Linked DNA regions of Mus musculus: all the other regions are linked to region 3. The links are chromatin contacts, called in public Hi-C and promoter capture Hi-C maps. All regions are on one chromosome and are shown on one strand. The core of a region is the stretch at or near the end of the contact, and the rest is flanking DNA. Distances in the headings are between cores, read along the strand shown. Region 1 holds the start of Pim3 (proviral integration site 3). Region 2 holds the start of Brd1 (bromodomain containing 1). Region 3 holds the start of Slc38a1 (solute carrier family 38, member 1).

Evidence for each region. Promoter capture Hi-C pulls out the DNA fragments that hold promoters and counts their contacts. A called contact is a pair of places that touch in the nucleus more often than the background predicts.
Region 1: a Hi-C map of B cells shows a contact between it and region 3, with 6 read pairs. The contact joins the promoter of Pim3 here to the promoter of Slc38a1 in region 3.
Region 2: a promoter capture Hi-C map of cranial neural crest shows a contact between it and region 3. The contact joins the promoter of Brd1 here to the promoter of Slc38a1 in region 3.

Annotation. Positions count from the first base shown.
Region 1 is chr15:88,859,465-88,863,446 of GRCm38.p6, reverse strand. It overlaps Pim3 (proviral integration site 3), which reads right to left and starts at 1,253. Exons shown (of 6, transcript NM_145478.2): 1 at 695-1,253; 2 at 500-609; 3 at 356-406; 4 at 1-268. The coding sequence starts at 779. It overlaps Gm33049, which reads right to left. Exons shown (of 3, transcript XM_006521646.3): 3 at 941-1,614. The coding sequence ends at 967.
Region 2 is chr15:88,732,629-88,736,503 of GRCm38.p6, reverse strand. It overlaps Brd1 (bromodomain containing 1), which reads left to right and starts at 2,285. Exons shown (of 13, transcript NM_001033274.3): 1 at 2,285-2,575. It overlaps Gm41377 (a long non-coding RNA gene), which reads right to left and starts at 2,383. Exons shown (of 3, transcript XR_875560.2): 1 at 497-2,383; 2 at 213-345.
Region 3 is chr15:96,640,913-96,645,103 of GRCm38.p6, reverse strand. Slc38a1 (solute carrier family 38, member 1) reads left to right here and starts at 2,191. Exons shown (of 16, transcript NM_001166458.1): 1 at 2,191-2,613.

The DNA of each region.
Region 1 (3,982 bases), core at 4-2,503, 7.8 Mb after region 3:
TGATGTCGCGGTGCACGACCCCACAATTGTGGCAGTGCCGCACAGCGGCAAGCACCTGCGCGAAGAAGCGACGCGCCAGCGGCTCGTCCAGGGCGCCTCGTTCAGTGATGAAGTCGAAGAGGTCCTGTGCCGGCTCGGGTCGCTCCAGCACCAACAAGAAGCCGTCGGGCCGCTCGAACCAGTCCAGCAAGCGGATGACGCCGCGCGCGCCGCCCGCCGCGCCCACCTTGCGCAGCAGCACCACCTCCAGGGGCACGGCCACTCCGCCCTGGGGGACAAGGCGGTCATCGGACAAAGCCAAGGCAACCCACACCCGCATGCCCCGCACCCGCACGCCCCGCACCCGCATACTTACGAGACTGCCCCACTCGGTCACCCGCTCCTTCACCACGTGCTTCACAGCCACCTGCGGGGAAAAGAGGGGGCGACACGCGAGCGGTCAGACGGGCGGCCGAGCGTGGCGATCGTCCACGCGGGTGCGCCCGGAGCCACGACTCACCGGGAGTCCGTCGGCGATGCGGCTGCCCGCGTAGACCGTGCCGAAGCCGCCGCTGCCCAGCACGGCGCCCACCTGGTACACCTTCTCGAAGCTCTCCTTGTCAGCCTTGGCTGTGGGACAAACAATCGGGTTGATGATGACCCAAAGCCACCCCCCGGCCCCCGCCCAGGCCCCCTCCCTGGTCCCCACACATACCTGGCTGTAGGATCTTCACTGGGAGGTGGTCCACGCCGCCAGGCCCGCAGAGGTGCGCCAGGGAGCCGAACTTGGACAGCAGCATCGCGGGTGGCCTCGCGTGCGGTGCCGCCTCTGACCCGTCCGGCAAGGACGCGGGAGGGCGGTCTTCCTGACCGCAGACAGCGCGGCGGATCCCACGGCCCCGAGGCCGAGCGCTCAGCGGGGCAGCCGCGCGGCGCAGTTGCCCGGTGGCCGCGCGAAAGCGCGTAGACGGCAGCTGGCCGAGCAGCTCACACGCCCCGGCCGCCTCGCCCCGGGGTTTTGGACCACGGAGATGTGTATCCTTCCGCGGAGGCGGGGCCGCCTGAAGCTCCGCCTCCTTCCGCCCGAGGCTCGCTTTGCGGTGTGGCTGTTTTGAGTCTCGCAGGGCGGTGCTGGGGAAGCCGGACGCTCCCTGTCGTTTCACCAAGGGCTGGTGGCGCGCGGGGACGACGACCCGTCCGGACTAGCTTGCCGTAGTAGAGTCGCGGAGGTGCACGGCGTTCCGCGGCTTTCACGGCGCTCTCACCCGCCCTGCGCACGCGCAGCTCGCGCGCGGGCGGCGGCCCCCTTATGTCTCCGGCAGCGCGGGCGGGGCCGCATAAGCCAATGAAAATCGAGGTTTTGAAAGGACACGGGGACTCAGCCAATGGCAGCGTAGGGCGGGGCCTTCCGAGCCTCGCCCCCCAGGCCGCGCTGAGGAAGGTCACTCTCCGGCTCCGCGAGTTACGCGTGTTGTTCCCTCGTTCTTCGTGGGCGTTTGTGGCTGGGGGTGTGCGAGGAGTCGGCCCCCTCTGAGAAGCGGAAGTCCGGGAGGACAGTCGTGCGGCCCTGAGGCCTACGCTGACACTAGCTCTGTGTGCGTCACCCGCTGCTCGCGCGCCACGATGCGCACGTGGCTGGGCGACAGAGAAAGCATTGCCCTCAGACCTCTCAACCCAGCCTCAGCTCCCTGGAGCACACCTTGAGTGTTCGCCCATCAGCTAGGCTCAGATCTCATGCTCCTAGCTGGGTACTTATGAGAGCCTCCTAAACCCTAGATCCTCCCTCCTGGGAACTTGTCCCTCTGCTCTAAGGCCATCTGACAAAGTGTCCCTTTAGCTGCTCACAACTACCAAAGGTCCTTTGTTGATGACTATTATGCCCATAGTTCCGTCCTGAGCAGCTCAAGTAGACACAGCCTACAGCAGTCTCCCTGTGTCCTTTTTACCTATACCTTAAGACACCAGTGAAATTAGACTCAACTGTTGTTGACCCCTGGCTAAGTCACTGACCCAAGAGCAACCCAGGACTTGGAGTTGTCATCTGTCATAGCTGGGTGAGAATGAGTTGAGAGCCATTGCTCCCTGGACTTCAGTTTGATGTCTAAACGATTCAACTGTCGTTCCTGAACTGCTACTACTTGGGGGATCTGGAGCCTGGCTTCCCACTGGCTTATCCATGTTCCTCCACTAACACCGCAATCCACACTTTCTCTCTCTGGAACCTTTCTGAGGCGCCTACTGCCTTGACACTATTTGGGGCCCACCTGGTTTCCTCACCCCCTTTCTGTCTTTGTGGCCTAGACCCTCAACAGTCTGGACACACTCAGGCCCTCGGAATAGGTCTCAGGTTCTTGGAGCTCTGTCTGGCTGTCTCCTAACATGCTTTCCAGGAGCTGACCACATCTGCCAAGAACAAAGCTTTCCATACCAGCTATCAGCAGGGTTTACAGGGTACCTGCTCAGGTGTGGGGGAGGGGCGGGGGTTGTCTGCCTGTGGGTGCTTTCAAAGGACCAGCTAAGAACCCAACAGGGCCTGTGCTCCTCCTGGCCAGGACAATCTGGTTGTATTGGACCCCAGTCTTTCGGGAGAGGGAGGGAGGGATCCTTGAGAACTGTCTAGGTGGGTAGTAAATTCAATGGTGAAGAATGGCTGGGGTTCCCTGGTGTCTCCCTAGAGACCCTCACCCAGCATGTGACCAGGCTGGCCTCAAACCCATAGAGATCCTCCTGCCTCTGCCTCCCCAGTTCTGGGATTAAAAGTGTGTACCAGCACCAACCGGCTCCCAAGTGATTTTCTTTTCTTTTTTTTTTTCTCTCCTGTTTGTTTGTTTTTTAAGACAGGGTTTCTTTGTGTTGTCCTGGAACTTGCTCTGTAGACCAGGCTGACCTTGAACTCAGTGATCCACCAGCCTTTCCCTCCTTAGTGCTGGGATTAAAGATGTGTTCCACCACCACCTGGTTCCCAAGTGAATTTCTAAGCGGGTTCATTCCAGATCATCCTGGCCTTCACCCTGGCTAGTTCCTCTTGTAGTTGGCCTTGGGAGACCAGGACCAGAAAGGACCCCCCTATCCTTGGTCCCTAAACTTCTGAGGGGTGCTCCTGACACCTCGAATCTTCCCATACTAACTTACCTTATGGTGCTGTCACTCATAGCTCCTCTCTCCTCCCTTCCATGGTAGGCTGAGACCCCTTCATTGTACTAGAGGACTTGGGGGTGGGGGTTTATCTTTATTGTGTGGTAGATCAATTACTCTGTGGGCCCGTGTGTGTGTTGAGGACCCCAAACCTTCTAAGCCCCGTGATGTTATCAGAATAGGCCATGGCTCTCACCCCCAGGAATCATACATCCAACATGTGGGGGGGTCTTGTCATATTCCATTTGGCCTGAAGAAAGGTCTGGTAAGAGGCTTTATCTAAACAGCTATCCATGCATCTGTTCCGGACAGGCATTTGGAAATCCCTGTGTCCCCAAATAATCCTGCCCCACCCCCTACCAGCAATGGGCATAACCTACCCCATCAGCCTATTAATTAGGTTATCAAATAGAGGCTCTGTCTGTGGAGCCTATTCCCTATTTGCATGGGAGTCTGGACTGAATCTGAAACCCATGGCTTCTGGCCCTTGTCTACCTGCCCTGTCCCCGCTCCCAGCCTGTTAGAAGGTGGACCTTAGGCCATCCCTGCTCCACAGGTTTCAACACCTGTAACCAGTTACTGTACTGGGTACCAGTCCTCCGCCTGTTTTTTTCCTGGTTCTTGGAAAGCCCAACCAGTAAACCTTAAAAATAGCTCTGGCCCTCACAGGTCAGTGATCCCATAGGCAGCAGAGCTGGAGATCTCCTACAGAAGAGAATGGTCCTGCTGCAGATGCCCATGCCCTGTTGTTTGCCTTCCCTCCACTCAAAGGATGCTCTGGGTCCAGATGAATGTGACATTAGAGGAGCACGCATCCCGCCTGTCTGCCTTCCCGTCTTAACCAGGGGTTACTCAAGGAGAGGGCTGC
Region 2 (3,875 bases), core at 1,036-3,535, 7.9 Mb after region 3:
ACAAACCAAAAATGAAGGCCTTTCCTCTCTGATAGCTTTTCGGTTGCTTTAGTCCTTGAAGTTGCAGTTTGTCTTGGTCTCATGCCAGTCTGTGGGATCCCTCCAGCCTACTAAGAATCGCTTTGCCTGAGAAGTCCCCCTCTCCCTCAGTCCTTCCTGCTCTTGAAGCTGTTGTGTCCTTTCATCTTTGCTTTTCTGAGACAGTGTCTTACTTTTGTTTTGTGTGGTGGGAGGTCCTTCCCTCGTTGGTTTGCATTTCATTTTCCTGAGGTAGAGAGAAGGCTGAGGGCTCATCTTGCTTGTTCTTCACGGTCCTGGGATGCTTAGATTCAGATGAGTGGACTTCTGTAGAGGAGGCAGCATTTACAGTTCCTGGCTTTGCGGCAGATGTGTTCAGGCCTCACAGGGTACCCCTACCATGGCTCAGTGGTGTGCATGAAGAAAGTACTAGCTAAACAGGAGGCCTTGCTCGGGAGTGGCTCCAGAATTAACTTACCCTTAAAGACTATTTTTCAGCAGGGCAATTGCCTTTAATCCCAGGACTCTGGAGGCAGAGGCAGGTAAATCTCTTGAGTTCAAGGCCAGTCTGCTCCACAGAGGAAGTTCAGGGATATACTGAGGGGCCTTGTATTGAAAAACAAAACAAACAACAACAAAATGACTATTTTCCAGCCCATAGTTTGGCTACAGTGGGATAAGAGTAGTGGCCAGCCAAAAGCTGCAAGGCACAGATGAGCAAGTCTGCCTTGTCCCAATAACTGTTTGGTGCCACATCCTGAGCTGTGAGCCTGCCCTGCCTGTCATGGGCGGGGAGGAGAGCAGCTCTGCTCACGAATGAAAAGCTCTTCTGTTTACCTGAGAGGTCCAGGCTAATGTCACAGGCACATGACTAGTGCTTCATCACCATGACACCTGTCATAAGCCTTCCAAGGCAACCAAAGAACTACCCAGTCTTCACCCCCATTTCAAAATACTTACAGATGAGTCTCATAATGAAAATTCTCTAGAAGCCACTAACTTTTAAACTAAGGACAAAGTAGACGGAACAAGCTGGAGAGTAAGACCAGTGTCCCTAAGCACCAACCCAAAGGGCCCTGATTTCAAAATCTTCAAGCCTTTTACAGCAGAGGTTCTCAGCCTGTGGGTCACAACCCTTTTGGTCCTGCATATCAGATATTTACATTCATAACAGTATTGAAAATTATAGTTATAAAGTAGAAGTGAAAGAATTTGATGGCTGGAGGCCATCACAGCATTGATCAGCAGCAATAGGACTGTTGAGAACCACTGCTGTAAGTGTTACCAGCTCCTTGGTAGGGATGTCAATGCTTAAATACTTCTATGAGTACAATGCTTATAAGAGGAAGGCCTAAGTCATGGGTGGTGGGCCATGCCTTTAGGGAGGCCGATCTCTGACTACATAGTGAGTTACAGTCAGAATTACATAGTGAGAGTCTGTCTCAAAACAACAAAACCAAAAATCAGGCAACCAAACAATCAAACCACCACCACCAAAGTAAGTAAGAAAGGTAGACAGACAGACAGAAAGAAAGAAAAGAAGAGGAAAGCCTGAGTTGGAGGCATGCCCCCAGACCTGGCTGCCCATAGTTTGAGATTGCTACTACTTGTCCCAGTCACTAGTCATCCTCAAGTCCTTTCCATACCCTCCTCTACCCAACCACTGACCTCGTGCCCTTGTTAATGCCTTTCTAGTGCCACCTTAGGGTTCCCCAGTCCTAGCCATTTATTCCTCAAATAAATCCACCCTTGTTTGGTGATCCCCTCCATCACGGCCCTCATTTCCATTCCCTCCTAACTCATCCTCCGTGAACCACGCTGGTCACCAGACACTATCAGAACCCCACTTCCCCCCCTTAGGATGCATCTCTTGATTCTCTCAAAATACCACTCCCTTGGAAAGCAAGCACTCTCAGGAAACTCCACCTGGCTCTCTAGGGTCAGCATTCTTGCTCTACTCAGTGCCATTGACCCCATAGTAAACACCATTCATCTGGTTACCCTTCTCTTACAGCAGCAGTCCTTCATCCTCAGGAACCCTAGCCTGTCTCCCCCAGAATTCTCCTCCTAGTCACCCCACTTTTGTAGCACTCCTCCCCCATCCGGATCCCCACCCTAACACCCTTCCTGGTCACCCCACTCTCTCCTTCGCGTCCCGCCCCGCCCCCTTATCCCGGCTTGGCGCGGCGCGCGTCGTGGCGGCGGCGGGCGGGGCGCGTCTCGCACGCAGCGCGCCGGGCGGAGCGCTCGCCGCATTGTTTGCTTCGCTGGGGAGCGAGCAGCGCCTCGGCAGGCGTCCGAGCAGCTCCGCGTCCGCGTCCTCCGCCCGGCCGGGCCCCGAGCCGGCCTCAGCCGGCCGTGCCGGCGCCGCCGACCCCGCCCGAGCCGCGGCGCCCTGCGGGCCCGGAGCCGCTGGCCGAGCGCGCCCCGGAGCCCGGCGGGGCACGGCTGCGCGGCCGTTGGCGGAGGAGCCGCGGCGCCATTAGCGCCGCCTCGGCCGCGCCGGCCTCCGCGCCCGCCCGCCCGCCGGGCTCCCGCGGCCGCGGCGCCCCCGAAGGTGAGTGTCTGACGGTCGCCGTTCGCCGCCCGCCTCGCCGGCCGGGGCGGAGGTGCAGGCGCCATGTTTGGAGGCGGCAGCGGCGGCTCCGCATTGTCCGCGGGCGGGGAGGCCGGAGAGTCGGGGCGGCGAGGCCCCGAGGCCGTGAGGCCTGGCGGGCGCGGGAGCCGGAGGGACCGAGAAGGCCGGGCGGACGTGCGCCGCCGTGAGCCGGCGCGGCCGGGGACGCCGGAGATCGGTGCCGGCGGCTCGCCCAAGAGGCCGGGTTCGGGAGGCGAGGCCGCGGCGAGATCGCGGAGGCGGAGGCCGCAGCCGGGTGGGGGCGGAGAGGGACACGGAGGCCGCGGCGGGGTCGGGGAGACAGAGGAGTAGAAGGAGGCCGCCGCGGCGCGGGAGGCGCGGCCAAGAGAATGGAGCGATCGGCAGGGCTCAGTAGGCGGGGAGGCCGCCGGGCCGGGCGGGCGGGCTCTGGGCAGCTCGGCTGTCTGGGCGGCTGGGGCGGCCGAGGGGCCGGGCGTCGGACAGCGGAGGAGGCGGAAGGCCTGGGGTCTCGTGGCGTCTGCCCACGTCCTCGCCCGTAGCCTTGGCGGTGCGGAGCGGGTCGCATTATGTAACAGATCGGTCCGATCTATTTTGCCAAGACAGGAAACTCCCTTGAAGAGGGACGGGCTCGGAAGATTTCCTAAGTGGAGCGGGGCCTGGTATCTCCGGAGCAAGCCCGCAGCTCCGCCACAACTCCGTGGATGAGTGCAGGAAACGCCGAGAAACGAGCGCGCGTGCGCGGCTTTCTTGGGCCTTTAGGAGAGAAGCAACTTTCCTGTGCGCTTAATTTGCAGAAAACGCAGCTCCTCATGGTGCCCTGCAGTTGTGACACACTTACACACACCTAGGAAACGGCCCCCCTTCATGGAGGACATTCACTTCACCCAGCTGCGACTGTTTTAGAGTATCTGTCATCTGGTAACAAGTAGTTACAGAATTTCCCTATTACTTAGTTACTGTTTTATCACTTGTTGGGTCGCGTGCACTGTCCTGAGTCTGTGTTTTTCTCTCCGGATGGTCACCTTAGAGTAAGGTGTGTCTCTTTCCTGTGTGCTTTTACGGTGAGGGGTGGAAGCTAGGAAGAGTTTAAATGGCTTGTCCGCAAACCGGGCCGGAAATGAACGGAGCTGATTTTGAGCATGGAGTCTTTCCCCTCGTTTTGCCGGCAAAGCTTTTTAGGATGCGTTTAGCCCAGTGATTTCTGGAGAAGCATGCTTGTTGCCTTTGCTGATTCCTCCGTGGAGAGATGCTTGTTCCT
Region 3 (4,191 bases), core at 942-3,441:
AAGCGGAGGGCCACGGATGCATTTGTCCCCTCGGTGGCAAATGTCAACTAAAAATCCCTGGGAAGGGGTGGAGAACCCATGTCTGGGGTGGTCTGTGCTTCTAAAGACTGCCCATGGACTTTTAAATCAGACTCGAGTGGGAATCCGTCCCCTCCTCTGCCGATACGGTCAATGTTCCCTCCTCTGTGGATCTGCTTTCTCGTTTCAGAAAGGACAGTTAATACCCAACTAAAGTGAAGAGGATTAAATGTGAAAACAGCGAGAGTGCGTAGCCGAGAAGCATAGAAAGCGTGTAGCCGAGAAGCTAGTGAGTAGGACGAGCTGGGTTCCTATTTCATTCAGCTCGAACAGCCCTGAGTAACTAGTCGTTCTGTGTACAGGAGCTGGCAAGTTAAGTAACATCCTGAGCTAAAAGGCTTGGGATCATGTTCTCTGCAACACCCATGAGTGTACATCTTTTTTTAAAAGACGCACAACCTTCAACAGGCTTTTTTTTTTAAACATAGTTTTAAAAATACTTCATTTATTTATTTATTTATTTACTTACACTCCAGACCCCATTCCCCTCTCAGTCCACTCTCCCTCCAACAGTTTCACATCCCATACCGCCCCCCTTACCCCCCCTCCACGAGGATGTCCCTAGAACCCAACCCCCACCCAACCAGACCTCTAAACTCCTGGGCCCTCCAGTCCCTTGAGGGTTAGGTGCATCTTCTCTGGCTGAACCCAGACCGGGCAGTCCTCTGCTATATATATATGTGTTGGGGACCTCATATCAGCAGGTGTATGGGCGGGGGCGGGGGCGGGGGCGGGGGGGGGTTAGTCCAGGTTAATTGAGTCTGCTACTGGCCCATATACCTATTCAGGGTAACTTATTCAGTCATAATCGTAACAAAATCGTAAATTTTGACTTCCTCTAGGAAGAAAGGTAAAAAGAATGGACTTTCGGTGTAAACTTAGAGTGTTACTATAATACATAAGTTTTTCACACAAAGAAGGAGCAACAGGACAAAAAAAAAATGGGGTGGGGGGTGGGGGGAGATGCTGTGTTTGAGGAAGAAACTGCCCTTCTGATTGCAGTGACCTTCCGGTTTCCAGGCATGTTCAAGAACACACCTCCCACTTGTTTCTTTGGAAGCCAGTGTTTAACTCACCACGACCATTTACGGCCATTGGAAGGGAGCAAGAATACCAGCCACTAAAAAGCTTAAATCTTGGTTGGCCCCCCACTTTCCCAGAGGAGACTGAAAATCTGTAAGCACCGCAAAACAGCATTCATTACTCAGCCTCTTGAAAGGCTCCAGGTAGAGTCATTTTTGAATCATGATTCAACCGCCATTTCTTGTTTTGATGGAACAGTGATGGCTAACATGTTGATGGCTAACTTTATGTTTAAAAATCTCTGTGCTTAAAGCAAATTTCGACCTCCAAATGTTAAGCGCTACTAGGGGTTAATCTTTATTATTATTATTATTATGGTTTTTTTTTTAACTGCTGGTTCTGCTTCTGTAAACAAGCTTGCAAGAGAACAGATTGAAGCTTTGTATTCTTTGCCTTTGTAAACCCTTGGCTGAGGTGTCTGGGTGCTACATTCGGAATTCCATCTCGGCGTCAGTGTCTGAATAAAATCCTCTTGGTTAAAATTTATTAGTGGTCAGGCTGATGAATCTCCGGCCGGACCCAAAACAGGAGCCATCCGGATGAGAGGGACTCAGGCTTCCACGCGGCAGACTCCGTGGTGGTGGTGGTCTCATTGGCTGGTGTGTAGGTGGGATTTCCTGTCGCCATTTTAAGGAGAAGCGACTGTGCCAGCCAGTCAGTTAAGGGGCTGCACTTCAGACAAAGAGTGGGGCAGGAGAAGTAACCCGAGGCGGATATGGCTTTCAGCCTGTTCCTTTTTCCAGGCCCAGCAAGGGTAGAGTCACGTGGCCGGGGCAGCAGGGCTATTGGTGCAGACCCCTTGGGTTATTGTCACACTCTGAGTCCCAAGGGGTCCCCAGAGCTGCTCTGGGGGGGGGGGGGGCGGGACTGTAGGTGTCCAGGTTTCCAAAGGTGTCCCCGCGCGTCCCGTAGTCCACCACCGCCCCTGGGTCGCGGGGCTACCCTCACGCTGCTCCCTTCCCACAATGCAACTCCGTTCGGTGAGGCCCTGGCGTACCCCAAGAGACGGCCCCCTGCCACCGCCTGGGCGAGTGAGCCGCTCCACCTCCAACCCCGAGGGTGCGGGTGCGGCAGCTGTGGCCCCAGCTGAGGCCCCGGGAGGGCGCAGGCAGGTGCCGGGAGGCCCGCAGCCTCCGTATGCTCGGGTACCACCAGCGCGTTGTTCGCGCATCCGCTCGCACTGCCCTTCCTGGATGCTCGGTGTCCGCCAGCCGCGGTCGCCTTGCGGTCTGGTAGCCCAGGGGGGAAGAGGAGCAAGAAGGCGCGGCGACCAGCGGCATGTGACCCGCACTGCTCTACCGCACACAGCTCAACTCCGCCGGCGCGCGGGCATGGAGGGATGATGGTCTGAAAGGCCGCGCTCCCGTCCCCAAACTGCCGAAGAGAAAGGGCGACGCGCCTCGCAGGAGCCAATGAGTCAGGTTGGAGCCCCTCCGCGCCGGGCGTGTGAATGTAAGTGCTGGCGGGCAGAGTGTGGGTGGGGGGAAACTGATGCAACCAGCCCTGGGAGGAGGAGGAGGAGGAGGAGGAGGAGGAGGAGGAGGAGGAGGAGGAGGAGGAGGAGGAGGAGGAGGTGGTGGTGGAAAAGGAGGAGGAGGAGGAGAGCTGTGGCCACGCCACTCTTCCTGAAGGTCGCCGGTAACCCGGCCTTTTACCTTCCTCCGAAACCCGCCACGCGGATCCTCCCCGCCCAGTCTTACAGACCTGGGGCCACCTTTCCCTAGCTAGTCCTTGACACAAAAAAGGACATCTAACTGCCGGGGACGGCCTGGAAGGGCGGACACTTTGGTGGCGCCTTTCCCTTTATTTCTCGAGGTAAGGTGCTTTTGGAGGGCAGAGGGAGCGGCGACTTGGAGGGAAGGGGAGTTTGAACAGGAAGGGAAGGAGGTAACTCAGACAGCCTCCATGTCTCGTGGACACGGGCAGAGCGTCGCGGCGCCTTTCTAGAAGGCAGGAGTCCGGTGCCCTTCCCTGAACGCAGGGACTCCAGATACCGCCGTGGCGTACAGTACCTTACTTTGTAGACCTGGTTTTATGGTGATGGAGTGTGCCACCAGATCTGGTGTCACTTTCGCGAATTAGGAACCAAGCATGCGATGTAAGGGGCATAAGGTACACCGAGGAGTGAATCAGTCTGCATCTTGGGACTGGCCGGCAGCGGAGCCTCGGAGACCGGCTCCCCAGCGCGGTAAACAGGTGCACGTTGGCTGCACCTCCACGGGCTCGGCCCCTGTCTCCGTTCCGGTTAGTGGGATGATGCTGGCAGTGACTCACTTTCCTCTCCCTCTCTGGAGGCTCTCTCCCGAATGAAGAGCCAGTGATAGGCTACTTCCTCTAGAGCCTGGTCCGGTGGGGCGGGAGAACAAAAGGCCACTGCTTGCGCAGGACCCTTGCGCCCTGGTCTCCCCTCCCCCGCACCTGGCCCCAAACGTTGCGGCAAAACGCTTATAAACTGGTCCGCTCCACGCGAGGAGGAAAACGCGCGGAGATCTCTTGTAGCCCGTCTTCATCTCTCCCAACCCCCGCGACAGCCCGGCTCCGGGTGCGGGACTGCTCCGCACCCTCGCGAACAGCGCGCGGATCCCGGTGCATCGCCCGCCGCTGGGTTTCGGCCCAACTGTGCTCGCACTAGACTCGAGTGCATATGGCGGCAAAAGGAATTTCGCGGTAAGCGCGTCACGCCGCGAACTGCCTTTCACAAGCTGCCTCGGGCCGAGGAAGGTGGCGCTTACTCCAGCCCTTTGTGTCTCGCTCTGCGGCGTGGACCCGGGTTCTCACCAGCCTGTTCCATCGGTGGGAAGCACACTGGCTTGGGGATCGCGTACTTGTCTCAGACGTTTAGACGGTGTCGTACGTGGAAGAGAGGAAAGGACCCACTGCTAGAAAACGGTACGCGTTTGCAAGATTTAACACCTCCGCGGTTTTTTGTTTTTTGTAACTTAAAAAGAATACAATGGAGTGTGTGTGTGTGGGGGGGGGGCGGTAATTGTATGGTTTGCAAAACGCGGGTCTAGCAAGGCTGTAATTTGT